2 separate regions of the Triticum aestivum genome follow, and region 2 is linked to region 1. A link is a contact called in public Hi-C data. All regions are on one chromosome and are shown on one strand. The core of a region is the stretch at or near the end of the contact, and the rest is flanking DNA. Distances in the headings are between cores, read along the strand shown. Region 1 holds the start of LOC123091397 (mRNA-capping enzyme). Region 2 holds the start of LOC123091399.

Region 1 (4,271 bases), core at 477-2,976:
CCGAATTTGAATATCATTTGTTTTTTTTCTTAAAATTTGAATGGTGACAAATATTTCATGGCCCATTCATCACTCTCACCTACCCTTAGACAGCCTGGGCCAAAGCCCATCTCTCGTACTCTCTCCCTCCTCCCCTTATCCTCTTCCCATTGGCTGATGGGCCAAATGTCTCCCTTAAGTCTAACCTCTCTCATAAGAGAATTCTGATTTACGGAGCTCAGAAATGCTGACAATCTTAAAGTCAGTCAAAAATACTAACCAGAACTCCACCATCTCATTTTGTAAGGCATGAAAAAATTTCTAATCTTTCCCATATTGTTTGACAGGATTTGCCTCTGGTACTCAGTGTGGGTGTTTTCTTTCCTTTTTACCCCTGACGTACCAAGTGACTTACCGCTAATGTTCTAATTTCCAATCGCTAATCATAGGAGCGCTAGAGGAGCCTGCATGCTGAAGGGCCAGATCCCAGAGGGCCACAAACCGCATGCAAGAGGCGTGCAGTGAGGCTAGCGATTCAGTTATTGGCAGAGGATGTGATCACCCAATTATTAAGGAAATTAGTGATGGCACATTGGTTCAGCGAGCAAGGGGTTGGTAGGTTTTTATATGGCGTTAATTACCGTGCAGAAGGGGATAACGGCTAATAAAAAGAGACAGGAGTACCATTGAATGAATGGCATTGACTATTTATTAGCTCAGAGTCTCCGCAGAAAATAGAGGAAACAAACTATTAAAGGCTACTAGTCGTTAGGAGTGAAGATGAATTAATCATTTCCGCCAGAAAAAACCGAAATAACTATCAGGTTAGCATTGCATCACACATTTAAGAAGCAGAATGAATCCAATACCATGTTTTCGGATATGAAAACCCACAGTACTAAGAAAATATCCATCAGGATATGTATAGAAGGGACTTGTAATGCATGCACGAACAAGCAATATGCATAGACAAGAAAAGAAGACGATCCAAGTGACCAAGTCAAATCAGAGCATGCTGATACTCGCAGCAGTATAACGGCAAGAGTGCATATCTGCGAATTACTCCGACCCCTCTCTCACATCTTCTACCACGCAATCCATCAAATCGAAAAAAACATCAAATCAAACACCCAAAAGATTGCCACAATCGAGTGTTTTTCGACGCCATTGCTTCTTCCAGGCAATATAATGTTCTCGAATTGGGAAGCTAACTGGGGTTCATGGCTACAGGTGGCGAACACGCATGGAAAAACACAAGAACAAAACCACACCGTTCCGAAGTCCGAACCCACCATCCAGGCCCCACACCCTCCCCGTGCGAGGCGGCAGCGAGTGCACGGCCAGCCTCTAGGGTTGGCGACTCCGGAGGCCTGGCCGAATCAGCAAATTGCCCGCGCCACGAACACGGAACAGCACCAGCACCACACCGCGAGCTAACCACCGCACCACAAGCTAAGCATGGAGGCGCACCGCGCCGAGCGCACGCTGACCCAGGAGAGGAGAGAAATGAGCAAAGCGTACCTCACGCGCGACGGCTGAGGCGGGGGTCGAGACGCCGAGCGTCCCGCCGGGCAGAGCAGCGGAGGGCGGTGCCCGCACCGGAGAGCACCGCGGGGCGGAGGAGAAGGGGGATTGGGGGAAGGGTTTAGGGGAGGGCAAAGGATCTGCGGGTTAGGGTTTGGGAGCGGCCATGCGAAGAGGGCCCCAAACCGGTTCGAACCGAGTCGAGAGGAAGGGGAACGCGGAAGTGAGTTGCGGCCGAGGTGGGGAGTGGGGGTGACCTTTATGAGCGTGAGCTCGGCGTACCACGTGCTCGCGTGCACGCGGCCATCCGGGCGCTGCCACCCGGGCGCTTTGCACTGGTAGAGCCGTGTGGCGCACGGCGGGCTGCTGCTCACGAGCGGTGTACAGCCAAGCCACTGGTAGTCCATCCCACTTAAATTTTTTTAGTGGAATCTCACTGGATAGAAAAAATAATAATTGGATTATCCCACTTAGCCCATTGGGAGCCCACCTTGCCCCTTTTAGCTCAGTAATAAAGCTTTGTGAGATTCTCAAAAAAAAAAAAAAAAAAAAAAAAAGCTACCCAGGGTCTCGTGTAGCTAGGAGTATTCAGTTAACAGGAACCTGAAACAAAGTATGCATGCAACAGGTTATACTTCGGACTCCAGCATCTTCCGTTGCTTGTACCGGTGCTTCAGACTCCAGCATCTTCAGTTGCTTGTACCGGCGCCTCGCGAGTTGCCTGGCTACGGCTTCCCATGGCCCAGGCTCCAGCTCCTCGCCACAGCCGCGCACCTCCGAGCGCCACAGTTGACCACCTCCTCGGCTCCGCGAAGATGAAGGACATGGGGGACGAAGCTCCCATGCTCGCCCGAGGCAGGGCCGAGGTGTGGCGGAGGAGCACGGTCCTGACAATGGAGAGCACCACGGCTGCAGGCACCAGGGCATGACTGCACCTGCACCTCATGGCATCTCCTTGTGTCTCATGCACGCACCGGCGACCGCTCCTGAACTACCATCGAAGCGGCTAACGAGCCGCTTGGTCAAGCACGCGCCAGAGTGCCGCCGGTCCGGTCTACGTGCATATGAGAGTGTAAGAGTGTAAGTAACAGATTACTAATGGATGCTAAATTAGTGTTTACGTCTACATACATGTGCGAAGTGGGATCCCACTTTCTCCCATGTGATGGGATGGTCAAGTTATTCCCATTAAATATATTGGGAGCAAGTGGGGTAAAGGTGGGACTCCCATGTGTAGCCCCACTTGCAGCCTGACGCTGAACTCAAGCACTTGCATCATCTACCCGGCCGCCTTATTAAAATCGGGTCTCAAACGCCGGGACGGTCGACCCGACCACTCACCTGTCAAAAATCTAATCATCCATACGCCTCAAACTAGCCTTAAACGTCAGGGCATACCGGCACCCCTCATATCCATCCCAAATGTAGGGCGTATATGAGGCGGCCCGAGCGCGACCGGTCGTATCGTGCTGACAGTCGGGTCCCACAAGTAAACACTCGGAAACCCAATAGTCGTCCAGCGGGCATCTCATCCGGTGGGGTGTGAATGTCCCGACGCCGCTCCGAATCGCCGCCAGAGGGCCAGGGCCCGGCTATTTAATCCGGACGACGTCTCCGAGCCCTAGCCACATCTGTTCACTCCCTCTCCATGTCGTCAGCCCGATCTCATCCATCAACTTCTCGCCGCCCTCCACATTCGCTCCCGCTCTCCTTCTCGTCGTCCATCTCCACTATGGCCCGGCAGAAGAAGATGGGCTATGCTATGCTTACACCCGAGTGGCGTGTCCAACTGCTCGAGGAGATCTTGGTTAGGCGCACCGCCCCGTTGGCAGCAGGCATGACTCCAGATTCTTCGGAGACGGAGGAGGGGGAGCAGCGAGCCAAAGCCGGAGCCCATGGAGGAGGAGGAGGAGGAGGAGGAGGAGGAGGAGGAGGAAGCAACGGCAGAGCCGGTGCCGGTTGCTGGCTTCGCCATGGTGAAGTACGAGGTCGCTCAGGCGCCGGAAATGGTATAGCAGATCGCCATCTTGGAATCCAGCCAGAATGAGGCCTATGTCGAGGTGAACCGATGGTTCATCCGGCAAGAACGGGCGGTGACCAACATGCCTTTTGCTGAATTGGAGGTGGAGGAGGAGGCGGGGGCCAACACCGAGGAGCTGGAGGAGCCGGCATTGCCGCTGCTGCCCATGTACAAGTTGATCTACGTAGTACGTATATGTTTCTTTTGCATGCTTTGTATGGTTTAAAGGATTGAAGTATGAGGTGTAAATTTGAGGGTTGCTTGGATGCTGCTCGCGGACGCGCTCGGGTGATGGTGTTCTGGATAGGGGGTGCTAACCACGTCGGGCCCCAATCATCGGTTAGGTCCGAGGACCCCAGACAACCGACAAGTGGGTCGCGTTTGCCATGCCCCACGACATACTCAAGATGAAATCCTTCAAAGACTTGGCACATACTCCAAGACACTTTTGAATTATCGGCATTTTTATCCCTTGATGTAACCGACCTACGTGTAGCCCTAGGTACCCTCGTGCCTATATAAGTCGAGGGGTTTATACCATTGGGTTCGATTTATTCACATACGATCTCGAGGTATATCATTTTGTACTTTGTACCCCATCCACAATCAATACAACAAAGCATGACATAGGGTTTACCTCTTTGAGAGGGCCTAAACCTGGTAAAGCACGGTGTCCCCTTTTGTCATGTTACCATCAAGCTAAGATCACTAGCTCGGGACCCCCTACCCGAGATCCGCCGGGTTCAAC
Region 2 (4,271 bases), core at 507-3,006, 500 kb after region 1:
AACCTAAAATTCAATGATTTTCAACGTGGTTCCACATATACTTCATTAAGTAATGTACTCCAGGCTTCTGAAAATATCAATCTCACATATCCATAGTCCCCCCTTGGCCATCCTTGATAGTTACCCCAACCTGGCAACCACAAATCTAAACTCATGGATGAAGATCTATGCGTTAGCGTCCCAAGGAAGAAGGAAATTAAAGCAATATTAAGAAGAAGAAAAAACAGATAAGAACAGTTGTTCTTTTTCTTGCATCCAAACAAACATATGTGCCTTTTTCATGTGTTCGTATTCATCTAATGATATTTTCTTTAACACACATTTGATGTCAACCACATTTGCAGGTCGACTGCAAGGCAGAAGCGCCAACGATGAGACGACAATGATGATGACATCAAAGTAGTGTGCCACCGGGGGGGGTGGGGGGGGACTTTAGAGGATCGTGAGGCAGAACCGACGATGATGGGTGTGGCGACCTCAAAAAACTTGGAAGGGAGCTCGTTGGAGTGAGATGGCGATGATGGAGGATTATTAGATCCCATGAGAAGTGATAGATAGAGCAATTAATTCAGCGCCGATCACTGTGCACAATGAGCCGGAGACGATGGCACCGATGAAGACAAGGTTGGGTGGGCGAGTCAATAGTGGTGTCCAAAAAGAAAAAAAAAGATAGTACGCAATTGAAGTTGACTCAATTTCATTCGAAAAAGACTCAATTTAATCAAAACAATTTATATTATAACTATACAGCCACACAATTTTTGTAGCTAGCGGAAAAGAGCCTTTTTCTTTTTTGTCCTTCACCCAAATTGGGCAACGAGGGTGATCACACGAGAGAAAGGACCGAAGGATCAACGCAGCAAGCCACAAGGTGTAAAATGAAAAGAAAAAGGCAGCCACGAGGGCAAGTAGTAGAGAGAGAAAAACGGGAGGGTGGAATAAAGACAGCACGACAGCAGCAGATGGTGTTGTGGTCGCAGCTGGATCCTGAGCTGTCCGGCTGGTGGCATGAGTTGTTTTTCTGTTTTCTGTTTGCCCCCACTACCCAATATGGGCTGCACTTAAACAACAACGCCGCGTTTCTGCCACATGCACCAGCTCCACTGCTAGCTCATGCACATCATTTCTTTCTCTTTTCTTGCTCTTCTCTTGGATTGATGTCTCCCGTGTATGTTGTGTATGGTTCAAATGTGTCCTGCTAGCAAATGCAATACCCCTTTGGTTCAAGGAAACATGCAACACCACAATATATTCATGAAAAACAAACCAAAGAGTAACCCCAACACGCCGACCCATTTCGTCCGTCCGTGTCCATTTGGATCGCCGCGGACAGAAAAATGGGCCCAACGTGCCGGCCCAAATGGATGCGCGTCCGCTTTTCGTCCGCTGTCGACCCATTCCCGGCCCAAATTTGAGTCTCATTTGCGTCGGCACGGACACCAAAAGTAACAGGAATCAGGTCCGTAGACCGTCCAACGACAACTATAAGCACCGGAACAAATCAAAACTATTGTAAAGCCTTATCTGAGTTTCTCCGAAATTTTGCGCTTCTTTGCACAAATTTTCTAGGGTGTGAAACTTGGGTCACATGGATAATAAGCAAAAAGAAAAAATGGGTCACATAAATAAGCAAAAATTGACGTAGGCACACCTTGGGTACCCACAGCGTTTACATCTCTCGCCGCTAGTACCGGCCACCTGCTTCCCCTCATAGAAGACAATAATTCTCACCAGATTTCTCGGCACCGTTGGGCCTCTCAATCCGACGGCGGACGTTCATCAAAGTTTATGCAAACCAATTTCTTGTCGCTGCCGCAATATTAAAACACTAGCGAGGCACTATTTAATTGTTTTTTTCTCCCCTCAGTACTATACAATTTCTCCATTCGTCTCCTACTCTTCCTCCCCCCCCTCCCTCGCCCCCCTCCTCGCCGCAAGCTCTAATCCCCCGAAGATTAGCTCCAACGAATACGAATAACTGTGGATTAGTGCGAGGGTTTTGCTGCGGCAAATCTGGGGTGGGGCGGTCGGAAGAGTCGCGGCCGAATTGGTGAGTATTTTTGTTTTTTTTGGTTGTTTCTCTCTGCGATTCTTGGTGCGGCCTTGCTCTTCTTGATCCGCCTCGATCTGTGCCGTGCTGTTTCGATGCGTGTTTGTTTCTGCTGCGTTTTCTTCGTCCAATTGACATCCTCCAGTTCGGTCCTTTATGTGGACCTCGGATCTTGACCACTTCGTGGCACAATTGGATGCTTGCGGTCGAAGCAAATTCGAATCTTTGACGCGAATTTGCCGTAGAAGAACACAAGCAAAATTGTTTTTTCATGTCGTTTGCTGAGATCTGTGGGTAGAGCTGTGAATTGGACCGCCTCGATTCGATGCAATTTCGTGTTAGTTTAGTGTTAAATTTGCTCAAATCTCACAGATGTGCTCTTTGTTGTGCGCAGTTTGGTCGAGCAGATGATGATGGCGAACGCGAAACTCCAGAAGCAGGCGCTGCTGCCGCCGCGTAGCCCGTTCCCGACGGCAGCGTCGCCGTCCCCGTACGCAGACCATGGCCCGATCGCCCGGCCACAGGGCGCCACGCACCACCGCTTTGGCCATGGCCACGGCCATGGGCATCACCAGCGCACGTCGTCTGAGAGCATCATTGAGGAGCAGCCGTCGTGGCTTGACGACCTGCTCGACGAGCCTGAGACGCCCGTGCGCCGCGCGGGACACCGCAGGTCGTCGAGCGACTCTTTTGCTCTGTTCGACGGAAGCGCTGCCTCTGGCGCATTTGCCAATGGTTTTGAGGAGATGGGGGGAGGTGGGCAGGCTGCCCCATGGGGTGGCGTGCAGGAGTACTATGCCAAGCCAAGCTCATACGGGAGGCCGCAGGGCCGGCCATGGGAACAAGGCATGCCGAATTTGGCAGGTTACAGGCCAGGGCCGCCGGTGCTGGTGAGGGAGAAGCTGGGTGGGCATCACGGGCCACTGAGTGCGTCGAGGGATCATGAACATGCCATGGACAAAAGAGCTCTTGATGAACTTGGGGCAGAGAGGAAGGAGGGTGTGCTGCCAAAGTATGCACAATCGGAGGCGGACACCAAGCGTGCTAAACAGTGAGTATACTTCTGCTGCATGATTGCATCCATGCCATCACTGCCAAGTGCCAACACTTATCTGTGTTCTGAAATTTTACAATTGAGAATCATTAACGACGATAGCCAGAGAGTGCTATCCATTTACTTAAATTTTGACCACATACAGCAGGGCCAGCCCTTTGCTGTCGGTTAGCTTATATTTTAAAATCAGAATACGCTCTGCTGGTTTTGCTATTCTGAAGTTCAACGTGATAAAGCAAGCAATGTAGTCCTTTAATAATTCTGTATAGTCGTGTGGCGCATTTGATTATGCTCACCAGTGGTGGAGCAAGGAACTAAAGTTAGAGGGCTGCCAAATGAATCGAACATTTTAACAATATTAATGAGGGCCCAAAGTATGCAATACTAGAGAATTCCTTGGATTTTAAGGATTGCCAAGATGGTATACATGCACTTAGGAAACATGAGGGCAGCCCTGGCCCATGTCATTCCCCCCTCCACCACCGATGCTCACACCTGATAGGATAGTGCAAATATGTACTTATTTCACACATTAGTTGTGGTCACACCTGACAGAATGGATAGTATCCTCTGGCAACATAAATGTAAAACAACATTTGAATATTCTTCCTTGTAAAATTGCAACTCAACTTTATGAGTCTTAAATCAGACATGCTCATATATATAATTGTAAATCCTTAATGGACAATGGTACGGACATTGCAATTGCACAACTACTTATATACTAGTTAGATTGGACTTAAGGCACTATGGTTTATCAGATTTTTTTAATTTTAATTAGTGTACATATATATATGTCAAGATTCCCAATCTGCAAGTCGTAATAGCATGGTTAAACATTTCCATACTTTAATGCATCTAATATTTTCTACCAACATTGCTTGCAGGCAATATGCTCAAAGGTCTCGTGTTCGAAAACTCCAGTATATTGCCGAGCTTGAGGGTAAAGTCCAATCATTACAGGTGAGCTCACTGCAAAAAAAAAAAAAAAGTTTCTGTTCCACAATGCAGTGTTGAATTTGACAAACAGAATTTTTTTATGTCTGAATAATGCAGTCAGAAGGGATAGAAGTGTCTGCTGAAATGGAGTTTCTTACTCAACAAAATATAATGCTAGACTTGGAAAACAAAGCCTTGAAGCAAAGGCTGGAGAGTATAGCACAGGAG

What was found. A called contact is a pair of places that touch in the nucleus more often than the background predicts.
Region 2: a contact with region 1 is called in a Hi-C map of leaf, with 4 times the contacts expected there. The contact joins the promoter of LOC123091399 here to the promoter of LOC123091397 in region 1. A contact is called at or near these places in 4 of 5 Hi-C or Micro-C datasets (leaf and an unstated tissue).

The regions. Positions count from the first base shown.
Region 1 is chr4B:120,841,874-120,846,144 of IWGSC CS RefSeq v2.1, forward strand. It overlaps LOC123091397 (mRNA-capping enzyme), which reads right to left and starts at 1,727. Exons shown (of 18, transcript XM_044512896.1): 1 at 1,501-1,727.
Region 2 is chr4B:121,343,237-121,347,507 of IWGSC CS RefSeq v2.1, forward strand. LOC123091399 reads left to right here and starts at 1,757. Exons shown (of 5, transcript XM_044512898.1): 1 at 1,757-2,050; 2 at 2,445-3,101; 3 at 3,992-4,067; 4 at 4,161-4,271. The coding sequence starts at 2,458.